7 separate regions of the Mus musculus genome follow, and all the other regions are linked to region 3. Evidence: chromatin contacts called from public ChIA-PET, HiChIP or PLAC-seq and promoter capture Hi-C data. All regions are on one chromosome and are shown on one strand. The core of a region is the stretch at or near the end of the contact, and the rest is flanking DNA. Distances in the headings are between cores, read along the strand shown. Region 1 holds the start of Ncf2 (neutrophil cytosolic factor 2). Region 2 overlaps 1700025G04Rik (RIKEN cDNA 1700025G04 gene). Region 3 holds the start of Tsen15 (tRNA splicing endonuclease subunit 15). Region 4 overlaps 1700025G04Rik (RIKEN cDNA 1700025G04 gene). Region 5 overlaps 1700025G04Rik (RIKEN cDNA 1700025G04 gene). Region 6 overlaps 1700025G04Rik (RIKEN cDNA 1700025G04 gene). Region 7 overlaps 1700025G04Rik (RIKEN cDNA 1700025G04 gene).

Evidence for each region. Promoter capture Hi-C pulls out the DNA fragments that hold promoters and counts their contacts. ChIA-PET counts read pairs in DNA pulled down with a chosen protein or histone mark. HiChIP or PLAC-seq counts read pairs in DNA pulled down with a chosen protein or histone mark.
Region 1: a contact with region 3 is called in a promoter capture Hi-C map of liver, with 2.8 times the contacts expected there. The contact joins the promoter of Ncf2 here to the promoter of Tsen15 in region 3. A contact is called at or near these places in 1 of 39 promoter capture datasets (liver) and 1 of 115 datasets of contacts at active chromatin or transcription factors (bone marrow-derived macrophages).
Region 2: an RNA polymerase II ChIA-PET map of memory CD8 T cells shows a contact between it and region 3, with 46 read pairs. The contact joins the enhancer-like site here to the promoter of Tsen15 in region 3. A contact is called at or near these places in 3 of 39 promoter capture datasets (cranial neural crest, hippocampal neurons and neural stem cells), 4 of 484 Hi-C or Micro-C datasets (bone marrow-derived macrophages, cortical neurons and nephron progenitors), 3 of 115 datasets of contacts at active chromatin or transcription factors (memory CD8 T cells, oligodendrocyte precursor cells and thymic regulatory T cells) and 1 of 9 other capture datasets (adipose tissue).
Region 4: a contact with region 3 is called in an H3K4me3 HiChIP or PLAC-seq map of embryonic basal ganglia, with 3 times the contacts expected there. The contact joins the enhancer-like site here to the promoter of Tsen15 in region 3. A contact is called at or near these places in 6 of 39 promoter capture datasets (the 3T3-L1 cell line, the C10 cell line, embryonic stem cells and 3 more), 1 of 484 Hi-C or Micro-C datasets (CD4 T cells), 3 of 115 datasets of contacts at active chromatin or transcription factors (embryonic basal ganglia, memory CD8 T cells and neural tube) and 3 of 9 other capture datasets (adipose tissue, liver and macrophages).
Region 5: an RNA polymerase II ChIA-PET map of memory CD8 T cells shows a contact between it and region 3, with 17 read pairs. The contact joins the enhancer-like site here to the promoter of Tsen15 in region 3. A contact is called at or near these places in 2 of 39 promoter capture datasets (frontonasal cranial neural crest and hippocampal neurons), 2 of 115 datasets of contacts at active chromatin or transcription factors (large pre-B cells and memory CD8 T cells) and 2 of 9 other capture datasets (adipose tissue and liver).
Region 6: a promoter capture Hi-C map of hippocampal neurons shows a contact between it and region 3, with 4 times the contacts expected there. The contact joins the enhancer-like site here to the promoter of Tsen15 in region 3. A contact is called at or near these places in 11 of 39 promoter capture datasets (the 3T3-L1 cell line, the C10 cell line, cranial neural crest and 8 more), 2 of 115 datasets of contacts at active chromatin or transcription factors (bone marrow-derived dendritic cells and neural tube) and 3 of 9 other capture datasets (adipose tissue, liver and macrophages).
Region 7: a contact with region 3 is called in a promoter capture Hi-C map of hippocampal neurons, with 2.9 times the contacts expected there. The contact joins the enhancer-like site here to the promoter of Tsen15 in region 3. A contact is called at or near these places in 8 of 39 promoter capture datasets (the 3T3-L1 cell line, 3T3-L1-derived adipocytes, the C10 cell line and 5 more), 3 of 115 datasets of contacts at active chromatin or transcription factors (cardiomyocytes, embryonic hindbrain and large pre-B cells) and 2 of 9 other capture datasets (liver and macrophages).

Annotation. Positions count from the first base shown.
Region 1 is chr1:152,798,531-152,802,309 of GRCm38.p6, reverse strand. Ncf2 (neutrophil cytosolic factor 2) reads right to left here and starts at 2,157. Exons shown (of 16, transcript NM_010877.5): 1 at 1,797-2,157.
Region 2 is chr1:152,008,691-152,012,755 of GRCm38.p6, reverse strand. The region is part of intron 1 of 1700025G04Rik (RIKEN cDNA 1700025G04 gene); the gene reads left to right. Among named protein-coding and RNA genes, the nearest start is that of 1700025G04Rik, 80 kb to the left of the region's middle. Within about 2 kb of position 2,300, at least 25 of the 459 cell types and tissues checked have an H3K27ac peak or open chromatin away from gene starts, as enhancers often do. A contact at or near this core is called in memory CD8 T cells and thymic regulatory T cells, where this site is marked.
Region 3 is chr1:152,384,702-152,388,580 of GRCm38.p6, reverse strand. It overlaps Tsen15 (tRNA splicing endonuclease subunit 15), which reads left to right and starts at 1,899. Exons shown (of 5, transcript NM_025677.3): 1 at 1,899-2,122. The coding sequence starts at 1,997.
Region 4 is chr1:151,898,789-151,902,605 of GRCm38.p6, reverse strand. All of the region lies in intron 5 of 1700025G04Rik (RIKEN cDNA 1700025G04 gene), which reads left to right. Among named protein-coding and RNA genes, the nearest start is that of Edem3, 150 kb to the right of the region's middle. Within about 2 kb of position 1,450, at least 10 of the 459 cell types and tissues checked have an H3K27ac peak or open chromatin away from gene starts, as enhancers often do. A contact at or near this core is called in embryonic basal ganglia, where this site is marked.
Region 5 is chr1:152,036,520-152,040,560 of GRCm38.p6, reverse strand. All of the region lies in intron 1 of 1700025G04Rik (RIKEN cDNA 1700025G04 gene), which reads left to right. Among named protein-coding and RNA genes, the nearest start is that of 1700025G04Rik, 52 kb to the left of the region's middle. Within about 2 kb of position 2,285, at least 53 of the 459 cell types and tissues checked have an H3K27ac peak or open chromatin away from gene starts, as enhancers often do. A contact at or near this core is called in memory CD8 T cells, where this site is marked.
Region 6 is chr1:151,919,190-151,923,152 of GRCm38.p6, reverse strand. 1700025G04Rik (RIKEN cDNA 1700025G04 gene) reads left to right here. Exons shown (of 6, transcript NM_197990.3): 4 at 2,030-2,106. Among named protein-coding and RNA genes, the nearest start is that of Edem3, 170 kb to the right of the region's middle. Within about 2 kb of position 1,867, at least 5 of the 459 cell types and tissues checked have an H3K27ac peak or open chromatin away from gene starts, as enhancers often do.
Region 7 is chr1:151,975,523-151,979,553 of GRCm38.p6, reverse strand. The region is part of intron 3 of 1700025G04Rik (RIKEN cDNA 1700025G04 gene); the gene reads left to right. Among named protein-coding and RNA genes, the nearest start is that of 1700025G04Rik, 110 kb to the left of the region's middle. Within about 2 kb of position 2,518, at least 13 of the 459 cell types and tissues checked have an H3K27ac peak or open chromatin away from gene starts, as enhancers often do. A contact at or near this core is called in hippocampal neurons, where this site is marked.

The DNA.
Region 1 (3,779 bases), core at 908-3,407, 410 kb before region 3:
CTCTCTCTCTCTCTCTCTCTCTCTCTCTCTCTCCCTCTCTCTCTCTTTTCATTTGGTTAAGGATCTCTGGGCCTCTCACCTGGACAGCAAGAGGCCTGAGTCAAAGAATAAAGAGCCCAAATAACTAAGTTTCTTTTCTTAATCCTCTGCTGCTATTAGCAGGAGTTAATTGTCAGCTTTTGCCACCAGCACCCTCCCTCCCCACCCAACTCCCGCCCCCAATACCAAGAGAGAGTTAATTTCCAGAAGCCATCAGCTGTTGGCCCAGAAGAACAAGAGAGGGTTAAAGGCCAGAGATCATCAACCTCTGCTCTGCCTCTCCGTGCTCCATCTCAGTACCTGAATGTGGGGGTGGGACCCCAGCAGTTTTGTGTAGCAGAATTTTCCAGGTCCAATCAATTTGAATGTTAATACAACAAGAAGCCTGTAATTGGACAGGGAAAAGGGAGGCGAAGCTGGGGTTTTTGGAGACAGAGACAGAGGAGAAGGAAGGAAAATGGAGCAAGAGAAAAATGATCTAGATTCTACGTGACTTTAGATAGCCACAGGTAGCCTTTAAAATCATGACTGCTGTTTTATTTGGTTGGCAGACTACCCTAGTCACAATGAATGTGTAAGGTATACTTATTCTTTCAAAGAACCCTCATATTAAGCATGCAAGAGACTGGGGTCATTTTCAGCTCTGTATACTTCAAACAATGCCAGCATCTTCCTAGGGATACTTAGTAAAACTCTCATGATTGGCTGAATGGGTAATTAACCAAATAAACAATTGAGACCCTAAATGTGGATTCTCATCATACGTTTTTCTGAAGACTTTACTGTTATCCATCCTCCCAGCCTACCCCACCCCACCCCACCGGTACTGAAGATCAAACCCAGAGCCTCTCACATGTTGTGCAAGTACTTTACCGTTGACCTCCAACTCCAGCCCCTTCCCCGGCTTTTAAAAAATGATTTTGAGACAGGATCTCACTAGGTTTCCAAGACTGTCCTTGAACTTGCTTTGCAGCCTAGGTCTGGCTTGAATTCGCCACAACCTAAGTAGCTAGAATTCCAGGCCTGTGCAACCAGAGCCCACCTGCCTGTCCTCAGAGAATCAGTTTTGTCTCACACCCGACATGAAACCCTCCCTGACCCCGAGAAGGCCACAGAGATTGATTTCCCTTCCTCTGCATTTCTCTTCATTCTCTATCCCAGCACCTGAACACAGGGGCTCTGCTGTAAGTGCTAGAGGCAGGGAGCGCCCTTCTGCTTTCCTTGTTTCCCACAGAACCTAGCACCTAACATTCTGAGTAAATATGGCAGATCTAAGACATTTTAATAAAATGGTGTCACGCCCCACACATCTTAGCTCTCTTTGGGGCTACAGTCATCCTTTTCAGTTCTGCATTCTTTCAGAATGCTGAACCCCCACACGCTATCCCATCGCAGTGCTGGGGGGCTCTTTCAGATAACGTTATGTGGTTTCTTTCATGATTGCGCTGGGATCGCATATGCAGTTTCTTCGGCTTGCTTCCTCAGGCAAGGACTCTCGCACCGAGGACATCTAAGGCTAAAGACTACTGGAGACCAAGTGGTTTCTGATATCACAGGAGGAGAAGCTGTGAAGTAGTCAATTTTCTTGCTGTGGTAAAACACTCCGACAGAAACATCGTAATGAAGGCAGGGTTGATTTGGGCTCACTAGTCTCCAGGGTACAGTCCATGATGGTGGATAAATCATGGTGTCAGACCCTGAAGCAGCTGGTCACAAGGCACCCACTGTCAGGATGCAGGGGACCAACTCATACTCACGTAGCCTTCTTCTCTTTATGCAGGGAGGACCCAAGTCCTGGTCACTTTTCATAGCAGATGCTCTACCTCAGTTAACCTAAGGCAGACGATCCCTCAGAGGTGTGACCTGAGGCTCATCTAGATCCTGTCAAGCTCGAAACACAAAGCTTCACACCGACCTTGTCATCACAGGAAAAGGAAGAGTGTGACGAGTTAGAAACACACTCTGAATGGGAAAAAAAAAAAAGAAAAAGAAAGAAAAGAAATAAGAAAGGAAAAGGAACATGACTGTTCCCAGATATGGTGGAGGAGAGAGTTTATTATAGCTGTGTGGGAGAGAGAGCACAGCCAGAGTCAGGGACCTCCGGGAGAGTGCTGAATAGACAGGAACAGGCTGAGCTGTGCTATGTGGGGAGAGGGAAGGGGAGGAAGAAGGGAGTGGGAGGAGCCAGGCACAGCAGCCAGGAGGCCCAAAGGCACAAAGACAGCAGGTTACAGAAATGATTGGATTATGTAGGGAAGAGCAGACCTCAAGGCCCAAGAGTTCAGGATAGGAGGCAGGGTATGCCTGATAGGAGGCTCTGTGACACGTAGAGGGTGGAGGATTACAGAGAGAAGCTGGTGGCCAGCTCTGCTTTGATATGCTATAGCCACCTAAGCCATTTGTCCCAAGTTCGAAACCCAACCATTTCCACATTTAGTAAGATGGAAATCTCTAAGATTCTCTGTTGATTCCTCTGTTGTAGCAGCTGAAAGCATGTGGTCATTCTGCATGTGTCTGCCAACGTATGACAGTAAGTGAAGCATCCATGCTCCCTCCTCTTTTCTGGGATCTGTTGTCTGAACCACAGCAAAAGCACGGCCCACATTTGGACCGAAACACTCCCAGCCGGTTGGAATACAATGGACACACAGCAAGGCCTGTGAAGTTCTAGCTCTCAAGAATCAGAATTTAAGCCTGGCAGTAGTTGTGCATGCCTTTAATCCCAGCACTTGGGAGGCAGAGGCAGGTGGATTTCTGAGTTCGAGACCAGCCTGGTCTACGGAGTGTTCTAGGACAGCCAGAAACCCTGTCTTGGGGGGTGGGGGGGAGAATCAGAATTTAGGGTCAGGAGAGGGAGCGGTAGGTTCTGCCATGCTCTGCCCTCCAGAGCAGGGGTCAGGGGAGGTGGCAGAGAGGAGACTGAGAAGCACCCGAGCTCAGTTTTTCCCAGGGCTCTTCTGAGTTCCAGCCAAAGTCTAAGCCCTTACAATTTAGTGTGCCATCAAGCTTGCCTTTTGTTTTGGATTTTCAATACAGGGTTTCTCTTTGTAGGCCTGTCTGTCTTGGAACTTGATCAGTAGGCCAGACTGGCCATCTGAGAGACCAAACCTACCCCATCTTGGGACTGTACCCACGTACCAGGAAGGACCACACGGCTTGTCCTTGGCCAGAGGACACTTCCTGGCTACTTCCTATCAATAGTTAATCAAAGATTAGTCTGACTGTTTCAGATGTACCTTCAGGCTATTTGTATACGGCCTTATTTCAGAGCACCCACCTCTCAGCTTATAGCCATTCTATTAGATGCTTGCCAGACTGGACACCCTCTCCCTCACCCCCTCCCTTGCTCCTATTTTTCTATAAAAACTTGTCCTGCTGAGGGTTCGAGGCCGCTCCACCTTCCCTTTCTGTCCTTGCTGTGTCAGGATTGGGATGGAGGAGAGCCCAAGCCTGCGCTTGTAATAAAGAGACCCTAATGCTATTACATCGCAAAGGGCTGCTTGGTGATCTTTTGGAGTTCGTGGTTCCTGGAACAACACATCTAACTGAGAGATCTGCCTCCTGACTTCTGAGATTAATGGCATGTGCCACCCAGCAAATAAGTAACCATTTCTTTCTTTTTCCTCCTCAGGACAGGGTTTTTCTGTGTAGCCCTGGGTATCCTGGAACTCATTCTGTAGATCAGGCTGGCCTCAAATGTTTATCCTCCCGAGGGAAAAAATAGGACCACTACCACAATT
Region 2 (4,065 bases), core at 1,051-3,550, 380 kb after region 3:
AATTTTATTTATGAAAGCCAGGATAGAGAAAGGGAAAATAGAGTTGAGCTTTGGTCTACTGTTCAATTTTTACACATTGAAGCCATCACCCATTGGGCCGCACGTTATCATGAGCAATACTGAGATTTCTCTATAATCTACCCAGTAGTACTTCTGAGAAATGTCCAGGCTGTTTAGACTTATAAGCATCTGCTAATGGAGAAGGTGTTTTAAAACAACAAAACAAACCAACCAAACAAACCAGTGTGTACATGGATTGAATCTAGGTGGGAGGAAGCTTTTAAACAACTGGTCATTTTACCCTTTCCCTCTCACCTTGGATCAGATAGGCCACAGAATCGAGCTTGGCTGTATGAAGCCCAGCCTTGGTCCGACGGCAGGCCTATGATAGCGGAAACTAGAGTTATTGAGCCTCGTGTCTACTTCCCACCTTGTCTCTCCACCTCAGTTGGAAACTCCCACAGAAATGCGCCCTCTTGCATGAGGCCTCTACTACTGTATTTCTCTGAGGTACCCGCTGTCTATTGTCTTCAGAGGTGTGAGTTCTCCCATTAAGAAAACAGAAGCCAAAATCCTTGTGCCTTTGACATTACTCACGTATTGTTGATTGTCAGGATACCAAATGCGTGAGTGGAGGGATGGGGACGGCCTGTGATGCTGACAGGGAGACTTGGCTTCTAGATACCTATGTGTCAAATGTGACATCGCTGTATCTTTTAGCTATCGCACTGAAATATGAAGAGGTGTTAACAGTAGCCCAAGGACACTGGAAGATTAGAAATCACTTTTAAGTTTTCTTTCTTCTCCCCTCCCAGTGGGCTGTGCATCAACACTCATTATTGAGAAACACAGCAGATGGGCCAACAGACCGATTAGTTATTTATATATACATATATATTTTTTCTTTATGGAGCTTAGATGCTGGCTCTTTCTTCATTAAAAGGAAGGCATTTTTACATGATGCCTTGTCTTGGCTTCCCTTTTTAATCAGAAGTACAAGGAGGCCACTTCACTCGGTCTATTAATCATGCAGCTTCGTCTTTGTCTTAACTGCTGTCTTCATAGCTCTCTGTGTGCCCATTGCAGTCAATATTTGATTTCTTTCCAGCCCTGCAACCCTTGTGTGGGCCTTCATGTCCACGTTCTTTCTGGGCTTGGGTTTCTTTATGGGGTTTATCTTTTTTTTTTAATTTGCTTTTTTTTCAGATGTGTTTTTTTTTTCACTAGAAAATTATTTCAAATATTTTGGAATTCCTATTCAAAATGAAAAGGTCTTTGATTAATTGGTAGGAGGTAGAATTACCTATAACATTATGTAATAAAAAATCTTTACTGGTAGCCTTTTTGTTTAAACAAAGGGGTTCATTTAATCTCTTGGATTGTCCTCAAAAAATTGAATTTTTCTTGTTCTGGTTTTAAGTTTTCTGAAAGTGGTTTTTTAAAAGTGAAACCCTGCTTCCCATTTTTCCTTGTGATGGGCATGCATATGAAATTCATGTGTGCATATAGGTGGAATTTTCCATGGTGTGCCATGAGTTAGTATGCAGTAGCAACCCCATGATGCTTGGAGAACTTTGAAACATGCTATAGGGAAAGGGTGCACATGCAGGGTCACACGAGTTTGAAGTTCTTCATTTAAAAAAAATCTGAATTAGATTCATAAATTTGTTGATGGATTTTGTAAAAATTAGGGAAATGGTCTATAAAAATGGCATTGGATTAGTTTAGGTCATGGTTTTGTGGTGCCCACATTTTGAGGACATTAGAGATGATGTGTAGGGCCCCCAATCATTTGAGGAGAGCTATACACAAAACCATAAGCAGTTAATTTGGCTCTGTGTTTTCTGAGATGCATGATGGTCCTGTCTCCTAGATAGCTTGAAGACAGACGAACCTGTGAGTCAGTTTTAGAAGTGTCCATCAAACTTCAAAGAGGTGCTTTGGCTCAGTTCTCACGCTGCGATCTGCAGCTTCAAGCAATAGCTTGCTGTTAATAACTTGGTGTGAAAATGTGGAGTCTGGCGTGCCTGTTTGCCTTGCCTCTGAGTGCGGTGGGGGCTGGAAAAGAACTCAGGCCTAGCTGAAGGAAAGATGGAAGCTGAAAGGAAGCTGATGTGTATGAGAAGGTGAGAACCAAAGGGGAGTTCTCCTGAGCAGGTGATCCCAGCAGTCTTAGGGAGACATTTCTAAAGTCCGCTCAGAAGGACAGCTTACGTTGACTGAGAATGAGTGGAGATGTAACCTTGACATTACACATGCAGTTCAAAGGCGTTTTAATGATGGTTCCTTAGATGTGGTCTGGTCTCAACCCCAACACCTCTCTAGGCTCACTTTCTCAAAGCTGAGTCAGGTGCCTGTGGGGTGAACGCCCTGACGTCGTGGTGTTTTCAATCTGCAGGAGCTTGGACCACATTGCCTCGAAGCTGGTCTAATTACCTCCTTCACTGATCTTTTATATTCTATGGGGGCAGAGAGGAAAATCATATTTCATCTTGCTTACCACCGTGAGCTTGGTACCTACCAATCACTGTCTATTACTAAGGAGTTTCCAATTAACATCTGCTAATTAAATGATTGAATGATTGGACAGGTGCTTGTGACATATTTAAAGCTTTTCCTCAGTGATCTGTGCGTGATTAACTTTACAAATTGGAGGTCTGAGCCTCAAATGACTCCAGTACCACCAGAGGGTAAACTTACTAAAATATAGTTTCAATAAGCTTGTAAAACTTGAACATGCCACTTTTAAAATCAAAATACTGCTATAAGCTATACGCTATAGTGTATTTCAGAAATAAACTGCACATGGAGCAGTGGTTGAGCACCAGTTCTTATTGAGTGACAGAGGTTATTAAAGCGTAATTAGCTGCATGTGGTAACACATGCCCTCAGCCCCAGCTAGTGAGAGTCTGAAACAGGAAGATCACTTGAGCCCAGGAGTTCAAGGTCTCTCTCCCACTCTCCCTCACCTCTTTCCTCTACCTTTTCCCCTCCCTGTGAAATATAAATATATATCTGTCAGCCTGAAGCTGACAAACATTTGTTTTCATGTAACTATAACACTTTACATCCTAGTGCGTTTTTAATGTGAACACAGCTTCGAAGAATGAGAAGCACTGTAATGCTACTCAGGGTCAGAGGTTAACTCCTGTCAGCTTCCCACGTTAGAGGTCTCTCCTCACCTGTGGTCTTGGCGTTCACAGTTTCATGGTCCATGAAGATCCTAAGAGTCCTGACTCGTTCCACAGAGAACAACATGTTCCCATGAGCCTTAGTGCGGTGTAATGATTCTACTTACTAGTAATCACCATCACTCGCTAACAGTGTCTAATGTAAAGTAATTTTTGTTGTAAATACGTGTATAAGGAAAAGCATGGTATATGCCGTGTTGGTACTGCTCCATTTTCATCAGTTGAGGGTCTTGAACATTCACAGCTGGGCAAGAGGAAGGCTTCAGATGTCTTTGTGAGAAACCACACAAGAAGCATGACATTTCAAATGTGAAGTTGGAATTAAAAAACAAAGTCACCTGAGGTGACTGTGGAGGGAGTGGTGAGTTTGCCTCCTATTTCTCAGAACCCCAGTGATTGTGTTAGTTCACCGCTCTTTTTGTTTTCTCTTTGATTCTGGAGAGGTGGCGAGAGGTGTGGAGAGAGGTTCCTGTCTGTGCGGGTTGTCTCCCCCATGCCCGTGTGAGGTGGTTTGCTCATAGACTTCCTACTTGGAAAGAAAGGGGCTTCCATCCACACCTGTGATCTTCCTCTGATGCTGAGCTGGGGACAGAGCTGATGCCGGGCTAAGAAGGTGCTGACAGAATCCAGAAACCTCAGTACCACTGGCAGGTCTAGGGATTGCAAGAACTCTTAGCTGCTACGGGCTGGGGAGGACTTCTCACCTCCTCTCTCTTCTCATCTCTTGTTTCTGTGGTGGGTCTTCTGAGACTAAAGGATGTAAGCAGGGAGATAACCGTGCTACTATCCTATGACGTCTGATACTGACTTTATTAAGTTGGGTGGAAATGGCAAGCCACGCCTTCTCTGGGCTCTTCACAAAGCACTGGCTGTG
Region 3 (3,879 bases), core at 650-3,149:
AGTCGAGAGTGGATGGGTAATCCTCATAGAAGCAGTGGGAGCGGGATGGGATAGGAGGGGAAACCAGTAAAGGGGATAACAGTTGAAATATAAAATAAATAAAATAGCCAATCAAAAGAAAAAAGAAAAAAAAAAAAAGAAAATCTTCCCTTGCAGATGTTGGAGTGTTGTTCACATAGAATCTACTCTCAGATCTCCCTCCTGAGTTCCAGGATCTCCATTCTCAGTTTAGCAACCAAATGCTATTAACTCTTTGACCGATTTAAGCTCTAGGAGCCAGAGAGGAGAGTTTCTTCATTTCTGATCTCTTGAATTAGTGTCAGTGTTTGCTGCTTCAGGGAGCCTCCTAATTTTAGTAGTATTTGCTTTTGGGAGAATGTGTCAACAGCTGTTTTATGGAGGCAAAAATAATGATTTCATATGAATCTTTGTAGGTGGAGTTTGCTCGTAGTTAGTTTTCTGATATATTTAAGGTTTTCTCTTTTTCTTTTCTTCAACAATGGGAACTCATGTCTCGTTTAATTGGTACTTTTTTTATCATTTTGTAATGGCAAATTTATTTCATTGAAATTGTGAAAAAAATTGGCCATCATTTCTTCAGTGTTTTCTACCTCCTTCTCCTATTAGTTCACTAACATGGGGCAACTCCTTAAGGCGTTGTTCATTCTCTGCGTGTTCGTTTACTGTGACAGGTTTTGATCTATAGTCCAGGCTGATCTAGAACTCACTCTGTAGACTCAGCTGGGCTCAACATCACAATCCTCCCATTTCAGCCTCCTGAATACTGAGATCATGATCATTCACCACTAAGCCTGGCACTTTGCCCCCTGCCACCCTCACACTTATGAAAATAACATCTCACTCTTTGTTCATCTGTAGTGATTTCTCTTGATCTATCTGCAACTTCACCTGCTCTTCCCCCCAAATTCCATTTTGGTTGTCAAAAATCACCCACTGGAAATCTTTATTTCCAAAACTGTAATCTTGAACTACAGAATACCTATTTGGATTTTAAAAAAAATTTTCATTTTTGAGATTTGACCCTTGAGATTTCCATCCATTAAAAATATGGTTTGTTGTATTTCATTGCTGATGGATGTAATGGTCTCATCAAAGTTTTGTTTCAACACAAGATTCTTTTTTTTTTTTTTTTTTTTTTTTTTTTGGTTTTTCGAGACAGGATTTCTCTGTGAAGCCCTGGCTGTTCTGGAACTCTCTCTGTAGACCAGGCTGGCCTCGAATTCAGAAATCCACCTGCCTCTGCCTCCCAAGTGCTGGGATTAAAGGCGTGGGCCACCACTGCCTGGTTCAACACAAGATTCTTAATCTACTGCGTTTTGAATCACAAGTTTTCTTTTGCCTGGTACTTTTTTAATTTTGGAAGCCTTTTTGGTCTTGGTTAATATAGTGGCTTTGTAACCACTCCTCTTAATACCAGGAACCTCCACTGGCTCCTTTCTTACTCAGGGTAAATCCAAACCCACTTGCCATGTCCTACCCATCAGTCTGAAGGGTCACATCTTTGGCTTTTTAAGTCATTTGTTTACGTTAGTTCTCAGTACCCGTTCAACACTTCATGTTTTTTTCTAATCTTGAAAGATGGACTTGCTTTACAACTGTGTTTTAATTTTAAACTTCGACAGCAGGGCATTGAATGGGGTCTTTTTCTGCTCCCAGGAATTGAAGGCAAAGACGGGTTAAGAATCCTTCATTTCTCAAGCTAGAGAGCACGGGTTTATGAAGGGCTGAAGAATTCTGAATTCAGGTTATTAGTTAACTTTCTCTACCCTACAACCTGCCCAGACTGGAGGTGGTGAAGAGGGAAGGTGGAGGGGGCGGAGCTCATCCGCGCTGGTGCCGGTCCCTAGTCAGAGGGCGTGGCCCGGCCAACTCTCCGCCCAGTGTGCGCGGCGGGAAGCGGAACTCCCGCGCGCTGGACCGTCTGCTTCTGGCCGAGCGGGGTTTGCGGTGCACCACGGCTTTCTGCGCGGGCGGCATGGAGGAGCGCAGCGATTCCAAACCTACCCCGGGATGTAGCGGGCCTGGCCCGGCTCCCGTTCGCGATGGCGGCGGCGCCCACACATGGGCTCCGGAGGACGCCTGGATGGGCACACACCCTAAGGTCAGGAGGCGCGAGGCCAGCAGGGCGCCGACCCGGCCCTCGGCACCGCGCTCCCTCTCCGGCCCGCGTCTCGGCGGAGGACGCACGCCAGCCTCGCGGCGTGGGGTAGGGGGGGACCCCCGAGTGCAAGGCCACTGGTCGCCCGCAGTGTCATTTTTGTTTGTTTATATGAGTTATATAGTATAGATTAACACCATTCCTGTCATGCTGCCAAGGCCACTCTTAACCCAGAGGCCGCTGATGAGCCCTCCATTAATACCTGTTTTCCTAACTATGTAGTCCTTTCTGAGATGGGCTGAGTCCACAGCTAACCGATCAGAAACAGTTTGTGGACTACGGCTGAGATCTAGGAGTCCGCAAATAATGTATTTAGGCACAGTCGTATTACACTTAGCCTTAGGCCCAAAGTGTGCATCTTGATTCTGTATGGGGACAGAATCCTAATTTTTCTTCTTTCTTGGAAAGCTTGAGTAAGTTCTTGTACAGGCCAGAGAACTATTGACATTGTATTTTCTGTGTTGGCCTCAAGGAAAATAAGGATAACCTTCTGCTTGCTTCTGCTTGGGAAATTGATAACTTTGTATCCGTTAAGCCACAAGCAGTCTGCTGATAATGAATGAAGGCTGTACAGAGACCTCCAGGACTGGTTCATTAATAAAATGGCAACTCCCCCCTTTGAGAGTTATTGAGTCGGATAAGTGTGTTAAAACAATCAAGGAAAGCGAATATTTGTAAATACAAATCTTAAAAAAGGAACCTTTCAGCACTTCATGAAGCTTGGTGGGTTTTTTTATTTTTTGTTTTTGTTTGTTTGTTTTGGTTTTGGTTTTTCGAGACAGGGTTTCTCTGTATAGCCCTGGCTGTCCTGGAACTCACCTTGTAGACCAGGGTGGTCTAGAACTCAGAAATCCGCCTGCCTCTGCCTCCCGAGTGCTGGGATTAAAGGTGTGAGCCATCACGCCCATCTATGCTTGGTGTTTTCTTTGATTTCCCATCATCGACTCCATAAACAATAGCGTGGGAATGTCACTAGTTACCATAACGACAGGGGAGGATGTAGAGAGAAACAGAGAAGACATCAACAGTGACTAGGAACATGGAGGCCAGTTCAGACTTCCCAAGTTTGAATCTTATTTCTGTTTCAAAGTTGGTAAACTTTGACTTGTTTGACTTCATCGCAGTTCTGTTTCAATTTTTTGACGTGTCTCGGTATATTTACCTCTCTTCATTAAAAAATAGGGATAATGGTAGTACTTAACCTCATAGGGTAATGTTTATAAGGTGTCTGACATAAAAAGTACTATATAAGTATTAGTAACCCATTGAAACTCCATCTAGGTTTGATGTTGCCTCTAGACAGTTTTCTTACTTGCAGATTCTTTTCCCATTGAACTTAATGGCTGTATAAACCACCAAATCTTCCTGATTTTTTTTTTTTCTTCCAGGAACAACAAATTAGACCTTGTAGCCTAACACAAAGTGATGTCTCAGTACCACTGTCAAGCACTTTTTGAGATCTGGGGCACGTAAAGTCCTTCTTTTGAACCTGCACATTTATCATGCAGCCAATTAGGTCTGCCCTCTCAAGGTTCTGGAATATCTGATCAGCCATACCTGCCCCACTGTGTGTGGATGCCCAGGGCCTTACCACACCTGCCCCACTGTGTGGATGCCCAGGGCCTTACCACACCTGCCCCACTGTGTGGATGCCCAGGGCCAGGGCCTTACCACACCTGCCCCACTGTGTGTGGATGCCC
Region 4 (3,817 bases), core at 201-2,700, 490 kb after region 3:
CGCTCATCCAGGTAACCTGGAAACTGTTCACAAAAATTTATTTTACATCTATTTATCTCCATGAAAAAAAAATCTGAAGAAAGATAATGCCCGGTGGAGAAAGAGTAAAATGAAAACTTATGCCTTTCATAGGATAGAAACCACGGGAGAATGAGGTGTAGATGGCGAAGAAGCAGATGAAACGTGAAAATTCAAACTGAAGACAGATGGATTGTTAAATTTAATTTCTGATTGCTACCATTTTCTTGGTGGTAGATTATAAATGGTGTTTTATAACTCGCCACCGCGCAGGGGTTTTCTGCGTTGGTGTCCTGCGGAATTCGGTTCATCCTGGAAGAAATGGCAAAGCTCTCAGGGTAGAAATCAGCTCTGGTGTCTGATCCTTAAGGCAAAAGCTGCGTTGGCCTCCTGGTGTCGGGACAGATCACTGCTGCGCTTTCTAGGCCTGAAACACTTCCTGCCCACAGGAAGAGAGTGGTCTTTACGTGTTTAAGAGCTGGCCGGCGAAGGGACAAAAAAGATTTTGCACTATTTGACAAGTGATATGAAATCCCATTTTTGGTAGCCACAGAGTATTTTTTGAGGGGTCACGGTTGATGGTGTTTTAAAACAGTGTCATACTGTGGAGCCCAGGCTTGCCTTAAAATCATAATCTTCCTGCCTCTGCCTCCTGAGTGCTGGGATAGTTGGCACCACCATACTCAGCGATATGGATGCTTTATGGCAGTGGTTCTCAACCTTCCTAACACTGTGACCCTTTAATACAGTTCCTCACAGCGTGGTGACCCTAACCGTAAAATTGTTTCCATTGCTACTTCATAACTGTAATTTTGACACTGTTATGAATTATAATATTTTCTAATAGCCTTAGGCAACCCCTATGAAAGGGTCATTTAACCCCCTACCCCACACAAAGGGGTCACGATCCACAGGTTGAAAACTGCTGTTTTGTGGGGACTAAGCTGCACTTGCTATGCTGAAACAGGGGCCAGAAGGAACAGAGCTTCAAGTATCTACTAGCTGGCCCTGCCAGAGGAAGTTTGCCAGTCTTCCCTCTGGGACCTGGGTTTGGTATGGCCTGGCCAGTATAGGCATCCCAAGGTCTTTATCCCGTCTCCTCGTCACTGCCTTGTGGAGAAGAGGATCACTGAAGTGGTCTAAGTACCAAAGACAGACAAAGTTTGGGAAATGGGAGCTTTAAAAGGTTCTGATGTGCCCTTGCTGATGGTGGATGTTGGTGTAGCTACAATGAATCCGGTGCTGGAGTAAAGAGAGGGGGAGGCGGGCAGGGGAGTACACGTTCTGTCTTGAAAATGAAAAGTCCTGTATCCCAGGACTGCTACAGCGGGATCTTCCTGAATGTGGTCTGAGCAGCAGTCAGGGGCGGTCACACTCTGCAGCTCCTCACCCACCAGGCCTCTTTCCCAACTGAAATAATAATGTCTGAGCCTAATTAGAATAAAGCTCATTAGAGACAGAGACAGCCATTAATGCCTCCACTGATTTTTCTAATGAAATGAGCCGGGGGAGGAGACTTTAACGGGGCAACTAATTATTTTTTGTTTTCTTCAGCATTTCTTCCGCATTTAAAACTGTTGCTGTAAGCTGTCACTGGTAAATGAAAGTGGAGCTGAAAGTGACGTGTGATGTTTCTAGCCCTGGGAACATCGTCTGCTTCTATCCTACACCCCCACCCGGAGCTGTAAGATCCTAGTCTCAGAGGCTCTTATTCCCCAGCCTGGTCCCGTTGTGCTTCCTCTGCATTCTGGCTAGTGGCTCCTGGGTACTGAAGTTGTGAATGTGGCTATCCTGCCTCATGCTCCTGGTTCAAGGCTGGATGTCCACATTCCACAGAAACTTGGATATGCCATTGCCTCAGGACTGTGATACCTAGAGGAATAAATTGTGAGCTAGCTGGGCGGAGAAGGGAAATTCCTATTGAATTTATGTACAGGAATTCAGATGGGGCAACCACATTTTATTAATCAAAATGTTCCTGGCTACTCAGAAAGCAGTGACGTCCTGCAGTGCCAGGTAGAGCCTGTTACAGAAGGATAGCAATCATTCAAACCTGAGTATGTGGCAGGGCAGAGCACGTGCCTAGCATGCATTGACACTGTAGGTTCAGTCCCCAGGACTGACAAAGAAATCAAAGTGGAACTGCTCCCACGTATGTATGCTGCACATTAGACTAGTTTAAATACATACAAATGTGGGCTAGGGGACAGTGGGACTCTAGCATCAACTTCTAACCCCTCCTTACATCCGCCCAGCCCTCTCCTCATTCCACACTGTTGGAGCAGCACAAGCCCACAGCCAGCCTGACCTCTGCTCATCCTGTAGCTACAGCTGATCCTGTTGAGTTGTTAAAGAAGGCAGGGCTTCCTCCAGGGGCTCTAAGATACAATGACTGCTTCCTTCTCTAATCAAAAGGGCAGGGTATTTTGATTGCTGACACTCACCAGCCTCCTTTCAAGGTGGAGTGGTCACAAGTCATGTGACGGGACGCTCACAGGATTCTAGTAGACACCAAAGGACAGATGAGCAGCAAGCGTCAAGTAAGGGAGGCCACCTTTTTAGCCAAATCACTCGGCACCCTGTAGGGGTAACGTAGGGCCACCAAGAGGGGAAGGGACAGCGTCTCCTTGGAGCATCTGGAGACAAATCGACAGGAAGATGCCATATCAGACCCAGGTCATACAGACTTAAGTAGCCAGGCAGTGGATGCTGGAGATGTGTAATGACAGAGAGTAGTAAGTGTAAGCCCAGACTGAGGCCCAGAGAATACGCCACCCCCCTGGAGCTGTCTGTCTAGTGGGGGCAGTACATGAGCATAGCTTAGTACCTGTTTTCAGATACTTTTTTCCATGCCTAATAAAAATGTTACAAGATAAATACTTACAATTATAAACTTGACAACTTCATCAAGGTATAATTGATCTTACAAACATATAAAGCTAACTGATTTTACATGCATGGGCCAATGGTTTTTAGTAAGTTTGCCCAACTGCACAGCTATCAGCACACTCTAACTTTGAAACACTTGTATTCCGTTATTAATGGCTTTCCTGCTTGCTTGTGGTCAGTCTCCACTTACCACCTGTGATCGTGTATCTTTGGGTTTTATTTCTTTGATAACTATAAAAAAAAAAGGATACAAATCTTCGCATGGCTTCTTAGGATTGCCAAGCCACCATAGAAGCAGCTATACCTACTATGTGCCTCATCTAGCAGTGAGTGAGGCCTGTACCCACTGTGTGCCCCAGCTCTCGGTGAGTGAGACCTGCACCCACTGTGTGTCCCAACTAGCAGTGAGTGAAGCCTTTACCCATTGCACACCCTCAAACACTGGCTGCTATGAGTATTTAATTTTTCGTTGCTTTTATTAGGCTTTTTTATTACTAGAGCAGAGTGTGTTTCTCCTTGTGTGCTTTGGCTTGTATTTTCTTGTGAATGACTTCCCACCCTCTGTGCTTTACCTCCTTACACATGTCTTCATTTAAAAGAAAAGTATGAATTTGTCTTAGTTTTCATAGATTTCATATTAAATCCTTTGGCTATTTTTGCCAGTATGAAGTTTTCTCTTTTTTAATGTATAAGTATAAATGTGTGCAGATACGAAGGTAGGGGTGTGTCTGTCTGTCTGTCTGTCTGTCTGTCCATGTGTGCACATGCATCTACACACCAAAAGACAGCCCTGGGTGCCATCTTCAGGAGTGCCTCTCTTTTCTTTGAAGCAAAGTCTCTGACTGGCCTGGAGCTCGCTAGTTAGGGCGCACTGACTGGCCAGCGAATCCTCCTGCCTCCACTGTGCCCA
Region 5 (4,041 bases), core at 1,036-3,535, 350 kb after region 3:
ACTTGATTGTAAAGATTAAAGTCTTTATTCTTCTAGACTTGATATTCTTTGGAACATCTTTTTTTTCTTTTCTGTTTTAAATTAATTTTAAATTAGGATACAAAGTCATCGGTTCCATTGTGGTGTTTAAAATGTACCTGTCATTGTACCTTGTCTGAATCCTCTGTACTGCCCTCTCCCTCTCTCCTTCCTGGTTCCCCACCCCCACTCCCCTCTCCCTCTCTCCTTCCTGGTTCCCCACCCCCACTCCGCTCTCTTGTCACATGTCAGGTGATCCTTATTATCTTATCTTCTTGGATATATTCTGTGATGAAAAAAAAAATGTCTGTGTTTGAAAAAAAGGAAGCTATAAATGAAAAGATTATGATGTTATCAGTTTATATTGTCACCGTGTGAGTCGATAATTCCATGTGTGACTGTTACGAGGAAGTCAGAATTTGGTGTTTGACCGTCAGTATTTTAGATAATTAAAACACCATATGACGTTGTCATTTTAAAAGAATTGGCTCCATTCTCCCCCGGCTTATTTTCACACGAGGCATTGTAATTTGAAGTTGGTAATAGCAGTAGTCTGGGTTTTGAGTGTGAATCAAAGGCGAACCAAGGGAAGTGGAGAAAGCCTCCATGCCTTTCCTGGAGATTTCCCACTCCCAGGCCCTTCCCTAACGCTTAGGTGCAAAGTCGCTGTATCGTTTATTTAACACTTCCATTCTCACTGCCACAGTCTGTTTTATTTCTGTGGGCGGTGCGCCCTGCACACTCAGCTCTGGGTGAGACCAGTATGTGTATGACAGGGCCTTCTTCCCTAGCTGGCTCATGGATTGGGGCCTGGGGCTGACAAGAAGCACTCCAATGTGTTTTACAGCCTGAAGTGTGTTCACCCCTGAGTACTGGATTTTATATTCCACTGGGGGGAAAAAGTCTATAAATACCGTGACAACTTTCCCCCTCTACCAGAAGGCTCCACGCCCTGTGGCAATCTACTTTCATGAGTTTGCGGTTGGTGCCAGAGCCTACAATGTAAAATTCCTTTGTAAATACTGTACCTGAGAAAGCAGCATTGTGTCCACTCCTACTTTTGCTTCTTTTTCTGACCTCATGGTCTCACTCTGTATTCCAGACTGGCCTCAAACTCAGCATCCTTTTGCCTCAGCCTCCCAAGTGTTGAGATACTACATCCCTATATACCCTATCCTGTTTGGGTATACTGGGAGAATTCATTCCACATTCTTTCCCTGTAATTAGACTGTTGATTTATTTCTCTGGGTGTTGCACCCTTTCTCCCGAAGCTGCCCTGGTCCTCTCTAAGGGACGGTAGTGAAGTCTCTAGAATGTTGTCATTCCATCAGTGCCCTTTGTTGTGCTGGCCATTGCAGAATATCTGGAGACAGGGCACTCTGAGATGCTGATGTGGTGACTCTGAAACAGGTCACTGGGCCAAGATAGCTCAGCAGAGTCTGAAAGATGGCCATTCGAGGGGATCTTGAGCCTGATGTGTGCCCTGAGTAGGAAGTGGGATGTCCTGCCCTCGGTGGGGTCTGCACAAGGACAGCGTTTCCCATAGTGACTCGAATCTCAGCTTGGCTTTCTAGAATAAGCAGATATTAAAGTTCTTTCAATGAAAGAATTCTTTTTCCTGGGGAGTGCAGACTGCTAACACGCTTTTCATCTGAAGGTGTTAGCTCTAACTCATAGTTCTTCCTTCTCATGATGCCGCTTTACGTAGAGATCCCAGGCAAAGGAAGATCTCTGACCCTTTCTCTGAGTTCTGTCCCCAGAGTTATGCTCACCATTGCTCCAGTCCGTTATTCTCAACCACAGCAGGCTCCAGGTCACCCGCTTACTAGCTGGGAGACTCTGGAGGGAGTCATATTCAATTCTAATCTAGTTCCTTTTAATCTGAAGATGAACGTGCAATAGCTATGCAGAAAACATGTGCAGGTCACATGATTGTCATGAAGAGAACGAGAGAACTACTTTATGCTGTCACTCAGGGAACACTGAATGCTCACAGGGAGAAGGGTAGCCCAGTGGATGGAGGCAGACAAGGCGTCTAAAAATTAAGAGTTTCCAATCTGAGGCGACCCCGATGGTACCTGCTGAGTTCTCAGTGTGGAAACACCTAGAACGATTCAGCATTGGTTCAAGGGTCACATGAACTGTGATTTGTGCTGAGACAGACAGGATGCAAATGAGAAAACAGCAAGCTGTGTTGGGTTACTACTTCCATGCGGTGTGGGGGGAACGCTTCCAGCAGAGGAAATGTTTGAGCTGGGCCTGTCAGGTGACACAGCTTCCTATAAAAGCTCATCTGTCGCCTTTTCTCTTGTTCTCTGCAGTGGTTGCTTGTCTGCGGTCTCTGCACTGGCATCACTTGCTGGCCTTTGACTTAGCATCCGCCCTAACAAAAGTCACATTATAGGTGTGCATTGAGAACAGACTCGTTCTTAAATGCCAGGATCTGGATGTACACTTTTGTAATGAAAAGTCTGTTTATTTTTCTGGGTCAATTTTACCTTAGACTACTGCTCTATAATTCAAAACTTGCCTTGTTTTAGACATGATATTTATTTCTAATGACAGGGTAATTCTAGTACATGGGGATGTTCAATGCTTTGGAGCATATTGGATATAAATGTTGAAGAGAAATTTATTCTTTAGGGGTATACACAAGAGACAGGTTAAAGGCAACGAGGCAGCTTTCCAGAAGAGAGACAGTCGATGCATTGAGTGTGTTCCTGTAGAGAAGTGTCATGGGGGAGGGTGGTGAGAATCCGGGTCACACACCTTGAGTCCCTGTGTTATCTTGTGTTAATAGTTAACACCAATACTGTGTCATTGGCTAAATATTTTTCTTGCAAGATAAAGGATTGTGGTTGTATGGACTCTGTCTAGAAGCTAAAGATCTCGATCCCTTGAGTTGACATGGTAGAGAATTCTCTTCTATGAGTTTTCTTGGAAGAGAGCACAGAAATTTCTCATTTTGACAGTTTTAATGGCAGACTTTTAAAACTCAGGATTTCCCATCGAAGTAAACACAAAAATAAAAGATTGTAGTATGTTGTTGTTTGTTGCCGTGTGTGTGTGTGTGTGTGTGTGTGGTGTGTGTGTGTGTGGTGTGTGTGTGTGTGTGTGTGTGTGTGTGTGGTGTGGGGGGTTGGCACCAAGCACATTTGGAAGCTGGAGGACAAAGCATCACTTCTTGCTTTTTAACTTGTTAAGACAGGATTTGTTGTGGTTCAGTGCCACCTACCCGAGCGCTTTCAGATTGTCCTTTTGAAATGGCTCTTTTTTCCTATGAGAGATAAATAAAGTATGTCAGTTCTCTCTCTCTCTCTCTCTCTCTCTCTCTCTCTCTCCCTCTCTCTCTCTCCCTCTCTCTCTCTGTGTGTGTGTGTGTGTGTGTGTGTGTAGGTCAGAGGACAGTCTCCTGTGTCATTCCTTAGGAGTCATGTACTTTATTTTTTGAGATGGGATTTGCCATTTTCTTGGGGCTTGCCAGTTCAGCCAGTGAGCTTTTCCTCCCCAGATTAGCTGGGATTCCAAATTTGTGCTGCCACACCCAATCCTTTTCCCTTCCCTCCCCTCCGCTCCCCTTCCCTCCCCTCTCCTCTCCCTCTCCCTTCCTTTTCCCTCCCCTTCTCTCCTCTCCTCATCCTCTCCCCTCCCCCTCCCTTCCTCCTCTCCTCCCCCTGCTGCCCCCCTCCCCTCCTCTTTCCCCTCCCCCTGCTTTTACTGACATCTTGAGATCCTTCTCCTTGTATAGCAGTCACTACTTTACCGTTGACTAAGCTGCCTCTCCCATATACATACCTTCATATATCTTGATAGAACTCAACAGTCTTTAAAATTATGTTTGCCAAAATACTGAACCTGAATCTAACTGATCAGAAGTCTACAGCCAAGTGCCGATGTACACAACATGAAGGGGTCAAGTGGGGGTGGTTGGTAGAGGATACTTTGTAGTTGTAATCAACAAAACATCAAAACTTCCCAGGTCAAATGACCAAGACCAAAACCAGCACACACACAGAGGAAACC
Region 6 (3,963 bases), core at 618-3,117, 470 kb after region 3:
ACAATAAATAAGGCAATATATGTAGATTCTTAGAATACTGTCTTACTCAAAATAAGTTCTCAATAACTTGTTACTATTGGTTTTGGTAAATTGTAATTTGTCAAATAAAGACATAAATGCATAGTAGAAAGTTTTGCCATTGTGCCTCTGTCATTTGGGAGCTGTTCATAACATAACAATTATATATAATATTTAACACATTATATTTAAGAGATATAAGTATGTATAATAGGTTTTTAAGGGCGAGTTGAAGAGGTACTATAATTATGTCGGGTAGTTTTGTAAGTGTAATATAAATAGGTTACAGTTGTGTGAGTTGCCAGTTCCCTGCCTCTATGATGTGGAAAGTGATGATGGATCATTTGAGCTCTAGGAATTTAGGAGATTGAGTGACAAGAGGGAAGTGGCAGGTCATACCTGCCCACTTATCAGTGTTTAAGAAAGCGTGCAGCTTCAGTGGAGAAAGTATCCACATTGGAAGAACCCTGTGTCTTCCACCCTGCAGGGAGGCTTCCTCTCAGCTCCTCTCTAAGACAGAGAGGCAGGTCTTTTGCTAGGAGAGTTCCTTTACTCTGCTGTCCTGTGCTGAGCACCTTGCGTGATGCTTGAAGCCCTTGTTGGGCAGCACAGCCCCAGTGGTGGCTGTTCACATGGGCCCTGGGCTACTGGAGTTGCTGTGTTAGTTTGCTAATTCTTCTACCTGCCTTGCGCAAGACGCAGTAACTAGGTGTTGTTCCTTGTGTACCCCAGGAGAGGAAACAGTGTGTAGCCCATACTTGGTTTTAAATTTATTCTGTGTATCATTAGGGGGCGTGGCCAACACAGCATGCGCATGGAGGAAGCTTTGGGAGTTGGTTCTCCTCTTGCACGAGGTTTCTGGGGATGGACCACAAGTCATCAGGCTTGTGCAGTGAACACTTTTGCTCAGTGACCCACCGTGCCAGCCTTATTTTATTCTCCTAAATGTTCATAATAACATTAGTTTACTATAAAGAAGGTAAGGTGACCTGTAGGGAAATGGTGATTGTTTTCTTTCCCCAGAACATGAAATTACCATATTTTTCAGAGTGCTCATTTGTGTTTGATGGTAAATAAGAACCTGTATCAAGGTTGCTGGAATGTCACTGAATGAGATGGTGTGTCTCTGCTGAAAGATGGGGACACAGAAGAATCATGGGGTTCGTGGGTGTCATGTCATCCAGGTCACTCCACAGGAAGTGAAGCTGGTGAGCTAGTCCACTGTGGTATCTAGCTCCTAAATTAAATAGTGGTCTCTTCGATTTTGGCCACATTTCAAGTTCTTTAGGGACGGACAGCCTCCTGTTAATGAGGGTTAGAGTGTTCTTTCTACTTTAAGGGTATGTTTTTCAAGCTACGAGTAAAGCACTTCACATACGTATGTCTCTGAAGCACAGAATGGATGTCTTTTTGAGACAGTATACTTATTGAGACACCAGCACTTTAATATTTCTTCCCCGTGGGGCTGCTCTGCTGGACAGACATAATCTTGTCAAGCTAAAAGCCAAAGACTTTTATTGATCCAGGAGAATCTAGTTCTAAAATTTACTGTAAGCAAAGCTATTATTAGTCATTTGTAGTCATGTCCTTGTCCCAGCTAGAGTCTTTCTTACTCACACGCTGTGTCTTAGTGTCTTACACTGCACAGTTTACCTGGACAGGTAGACAATGCCTGTGATTATCCCAGCCCCTTCTTCCTGACACTGAAGCCTTTTGTCCATTCTCTCCCTATTAGAAATCAGTAATTAAATGCTAGCTGCATGCTGTTTTCTAAACAGAGTGGTTGCCTGTTACAAAGACAACTCCTCTTTTCATTACAGTACTTCCTGTTCTGATGTCTGGCGGGTTCCACCTGTATTGTGTAACACCTTTCCAAGGACCTTTGTCTTTGTGAGGTGTACAGCTTCAGTCGAGGGGCTCTAGTAGATCAGAGAGTTAGTGATGAAAGTGCTTGCTGTTGTTAAGACTACAGATTCTCATCTTGTCTCTTACGCTTGTGCTTGCCTTTCAGGAAAAAAGTGCCAGCTCGAACACAAGGCTTAAAACTAATAAAGAAATCCCTGGATTAGTTCATCAACCCAGAGCAAAGTAAGTTCTCCTTTCTGTTTTCCTCCTATTGTCTTTAAAACTCCTTTTTTTTTTTTTTTTTTTTTTTTTTTTTTGCCTCCCAGGTAATCAAGGCTTATTATAACGCTTTAGTAATTGAGACAGTAAAAAGGAAAGTCTCAGAGCATCCTCAGTGCATATCAAAGCTGACAGTTTCAGGCCAGTTAGTGAAATAAATAAAAAAAGAAACATCGCTTTGTGGCTTTCATATTGGTGGGAGGAGGCAGTTATTTAAGATATGACATATACACGATATAAGATAAAACAAATCTTAGGAGATATACTAATTAATAGCTGCATTCAACTTATGAACATATCTTCATCAGAATATGCCTTAGAGGTCACAAAGCAGAGGGTGGCATACAGATGGCAATGTATATTTTCCAGAATATAGAAAATAATTTTTAAAATAAAATTGCAAAACCCAGAGACTGAGCTAACACATGAACAACCACTTGACTGAAGAGGAATCCGAGTGGCTGGTCTGTTTGAAAAGCATGTTATTTCATTCCATTAGATTCTCAAAAAACTTGTAAGTCCGACAACATAAAAGTTAGCCAGAAGACAAATAAATAATGCTCTCAGACCCTGCTGTGGGTTACACAGCAGTGCAAGCTGGAGGAAGCCAGTTTCTTATGTAGTAAAGTTGAAGCCCCCAGCACCGCCAGTGGCAGGTTTATGCCCTTGAGAAATACTTTACATTTGTGTTGGGAGACATTTTAGAATGTCCATAGCAGCAGTTTAGATAAGCTTTTAGAAGAAAAACCAACTGTCCATCAGTAACGCAATGGGTAACAGTGCTGTGGTGTGTTCTTCTGATGGGGATGCTACACGTCTGTGAAAATGAATGAGGTGGGTACATGTTACACACATCAGGGTGGGGCACATGCAGAATGGTAAGTAGCAGGCTGTTCCTTCAAAGTCAAAGACATAAATAAGCAATATTTTGCATATAAGTATAAGGCAAAGTAACAAAAGCAAAACAAAACAAAAAGCCAAGTTAAAAAAAAAAAAAAAAAAACATGAAGTTGAAATGGTGACTCCTGACTGGGAGAGACACAGGCTGTCTTCTAATCTAGGTGCCAATTGCATGACTGTTGCTTTTAATATGTAATTTTAAGAGCTCTTTAACTTGAAAAGTTAAGTTGTACATTTCCTCAATGGCGTGGGTACTTGAAGATATTATGGCTTCCCAACATATGAACACTCTCATTTTACTAAAATCGTTAATGTCCTGGCCATGATCGTATGACTGCAATCCTAGCACTTAGGAACGGAGGCAGGAGGATTGTCACATGTTCCTGGCCAGACTGCTCACTGAGTTTCGGGCAAACCAAACTACAAAGCAAGAAGCTATCTTAAAAGAAGTTAATACAATAGGGTGCTTAAAAATAAATAGATAAATAAATAAATGGATTTTTAATCACTTTCTAGATTGTTCTAGTGCTCAGTCCATGTTGGTGATAAAATCACTTTGTCACATGAGACTATTGTTACATCTCCTGAGAGGCTGTTAATCTTTACAGTATATCTACTTAAGGCCGAGTTAATTCCCAGGAATGCAAGTACATTGAACAGCCACCTCCTGTGATATCAAGGCCGTAGCATGTCATTGCTGGGCCGTCCTTGAAAAACTGAGATTAAAACAACCTGCTTGGTGTGGTGGCTACTGGTTGTCAGCTTCACAGCATCAGGAATTAACTAAAACCTGAAGGGCAGGGCACACCTCTGAGGGAGTGTGAGGATTCACTTCTAATCCAGATCCCTGAGGTGGGAAGATAAACTTTTAATTCAGGGCCTTTGATGTGGCAAGATCCGCCTCTAATCTGGGCATGGCTT
Region 7 (4,031 bases), core at 1,269-3,768, 410 kb after region 3:
CCATTTTCCATCAGGATTCTAGTGGATGTTAGAGGCGATCAGTTTTGCTTCCTTCCTTCTCTTCTAAACATGTGACCAACGGCCCTAAATAGTAAAATGTCAGCAAGGGAATATTTTATATTTTAAGTATTGAAAATAAAGGACTTCTCAGCATTGGGTGGGGAGGGGGGGGGAGTTGCCTGGGACAGACAGGTCCACAGGCTCCATCCCCAGGACACAGACTGGGGGACAAGGGTATTGAGAAGAGTCTAGATAATGACATACTTCATAAATGGCATTTAAATTTCTAACAGCAGTTCTTAAATGCATGGGAAAAGGACGATGACCAAAAAGTAAAAGTTAGTTTTTCCAGGCTTCTCACATGAAGGTTTGTAGTTGCTGTGTTTATCATCAACAGGCAAAGCAAAGATCTGGGTAGGTGAAATACTCGATACTAGAGAGCAGAGTTTTCCTTGCTCGATGCAGTGTGGGTTCAATGACTAGATCTCGGCACTGATGCTGGAAGCTGGCCTGGGACAGCCTGGCCTTGGCTCCCCGCTTTTGTACCTCTGCTCCACGTGCTTGTCCCTTGGAAACCTGAGGAAGCTGGAGACTGAGGTTGTCCTCGCTGCTCATCCTGCTGAGACCAGCACAATCTGCCCCACCCCACCCCCCTTCGCATCCTTGCAAACGCATTCCTGTTCGCTCTATGCTCAGAGTTAACACTAGTATCCTGTGCAAGCCAAACACACTTGAAGAGAGAGGCTTCGGGTCATTCTGGCTGATTCGTGTGACACGTACGGCAACCCCGCGCCTACATTTGGCCAAATGATTGGGATTTGTGCTGCCAATGGCGGTTTTCCAGTGCACAAGCATTCTCGTGGGAACAGGAGTTAGATGTCTTTGATTCTGGAATGAGCAGGATGCTTTCCAAAGTTCGAAGTGATTCTCGGTGATCTGTTAGTATGGTGTGTGTGTTGGTCAGTGTCCAGTCTCGCAGGACACTCTGCCCAGCAGTCACTCCATAAAGCTTGTGATCTCCCGTCACTTAAGCCTTTCCGTCAGTTTCCATGGCTGATGATTCGTCTGTGGCCATCACAGAAGAATCCACAGCAGACATTTATCCTGATTTCTGTCATTGCTTTACATCTGCATATTCTACGTTGGTTCTTACTCTTACCTCCTTAAGCAAGGTGAAGTAGTAGATTGATTTGCTTTTCTTTTTTAACCATCAAAAAGCTATTCAGACACAAGTGGCAACCTGGATTCCAGATTCTCCTTTTCTAGCTTTAAAAGTTGGGCCTTAAGCTTCTGGAGTTCAGAATTAGAGAATTAGAAGAAAATATAGGGAAAGCTATGTCAGGTCTTGGCAAAGGGAGACTTTCTTCATGGCGACTTAGATTAACAAGAACTGTAAAGGGAGAGCTTTCTTTTCAGATATCAGAGTCAAATTCTTTTTGAAAAACTGAATAGCCGCAAGATGGAGGTGGTTAGGAGCTTTGGAGAAAACACTTGTGATCAGAACACAGTGAAAGGACTCATATCTGAGATACATAAAGAGTACCTCTAAATATACAAGGAAAGGGTGATCTCTTTAAAAAAAGAAACGAATAGACCCAGTGGTTCACAGTAGAGCACAGACCCTCACAGGCATACAAAAGGCTGTTCCCCATGCTCTAGACTGTGCATACTTAGAGATGCATTTTCTTTGTGTGCCTGAAGGACACTGCCCCGCAAGGCATGCTTCACTGGGGCTCTGGTGGGCTGCCCCCTAAACACACTTGAGCTTTTGTTCATCTGATTTTTCCCGTTTCCCAGAGCCAGAGGTGTGCTGGTTCTCAAACCGGTTTGTGCTGGTTGAATGTCATTGTAATTATGTAATTTAGTTAAATAATATGCAAGCCAGTGAAACACCAGCATGGAGAGAGCTGTTACAGTGAAATTTAAATGGAATGCTTTGAAAAGTCTTGATGAAGGCGGGTTATTAAAAGCTTGCTGTTTAATTGAATTCTACATTCAGATTCTTTTACGAGGCCATTACTTTCTAACTTCCCTTAAGAAATCAAACAGGAATCTCAGCTGTGCATTGAGGACATGGTCGGTATCCCTCATGAAAAGGAAAAGCCATTTCCTTGTGATAATAGATGAGAAAAGAAATATACATCTTGGTATCTTAAAGTAAAATAATATGTTTAGTGTACATATACATTTTATATGTCCCTACAATCACTCAATGACCTTAATTGCCAGTTTAGGTGGTGTCATCTAATACTACTTATTGAAATTAGGGACATGCAAATTAAAATGTGATCCCATGTTTCATCCATTTGGATTGGCAAAAACTTAAAATTTGATAATATCAGACTTTGACCTGATGGTAGGAAAATATATGTTGATGTACCAGCGGTAAACACCTCTCTCAGAGGGCAGTGTAGTGGTTAATATCTCTGGCAATTTAAACATGCATGGCTATGACCCAGCACTTCTACATCTGTGTACAATGGGCAGCTGCCTGCATGAAGGAGGAAGCTTGCGTGAGACATTCATTAATAGTGCTGTTTATAGAAAGTTGAAGGCAGACCTTTCTTCCTGTCAGCAGGAGAACAGTAGTTACATCATGCTAGGTAGCAATTAAAAAAGGAATTGGAACTGTTTTGGAGAAAACCATGCCAATCTCCGTGTTGATATATGTATTGTGATATATGCATTGTGATGTATTGTGATGCTGTGTAGGATTCTTTAAAATGAACCTGAAACAGCAGTGCTCTGTGTTTTCCCATAAATATCTGTGCATGGGGGAAGATTCATAGATACAGATGTGCTCCAAACTAGTGGCACACCAAGTTCAGCTAACTGATTTGCAAAATGGACATGATCCTGGAACTCACTTTAGGGAGAATTTGTACAAATTACGTAAGATAGTAGCACAGTTCTGGGGAAGACTATGCCATTATTGGCCATTATTATTTTAATTTTGTGAATCCAATTTCATTACTTAGGAACATATGAGAAAGAACTGATAATATGTTCAAGGGAGATTTTTATTATTATTTTTAGCATTTAGAACTTTGGTTGAAAATTCATGTATTCAAAGGAAATGTTATAGCAGTTTTCTGGTTTTGACTACTTCACAGTCATAAGCAAGATGGTGGCGTTTTCTTCTTGTCTTTGGTAGATAGATTCCAGGGGCCGGGGGCGGGGGGGTATATAAATCAGCCAGACGGACCTTGAGAACTGTTCAGTTTCATTCCATGGGAGTTCACAGTTCTCATTGCAAATAATTTAAGCATATATTACTTTAGACTTGGCAGAATGCAACCTTTTGCCTCTGCTAGTGTCGGGAGTCCTCCTCACTGTTTAATAAAACACTGTCTTGTTTTCCTTAATTAACACTCACCATGTAGAGGCCGTCCTCCCGCGAGAGCTGTTCAGTCGCGCCACTCCGGTCTGCTTCTTGTGCTCGGTTGGAGCATGAGCTCCCAAGATTGACAAGTGTTGCACTGATCTTGATTCACCCTTTCAAGATGCCTTTGTATAAATGAGGAGATTTTCTTTTCTCTCAAATGATGCACAGCACTAACTTTTGATTTCTGTCTTGTCCTTAGAGTTGAAGGATGCCTTTGACTTGGGCGAGTCATTGGGAATGGGAGTGTCTGAACTTGGAGGGACTCACTTCCTGGCTTAGGGACCTTTAGACACTGAAAAGTTCCCACAACAAAGCAAAAGAGGACACGCTTGGTCCTTTATTTACACAAGGACAATTAGTGACCTGTCTTGATGTGACCACATACACAAGAAGAAGCAGCTTGAGGGAGAGAGGGGTCATTTTGGTCACCATTCCTGGGGATAATGCCCATTCTGAAGAGGAAGGCCCTGGGCAGTCCCGGGATGACACGTGTATCCCTGATAATTGATGCAGCAGGAAGCAGAGATCAGACAGGAAGTGGAGCAGGCTGTCAAGCCTTAGGGCCTGCCCTCCAGCAACCTACCTCTTTCAATACTACTCCATCTGAGTGTTCCACAGCCTTCCAGAACAATCAAGTGACCAAACA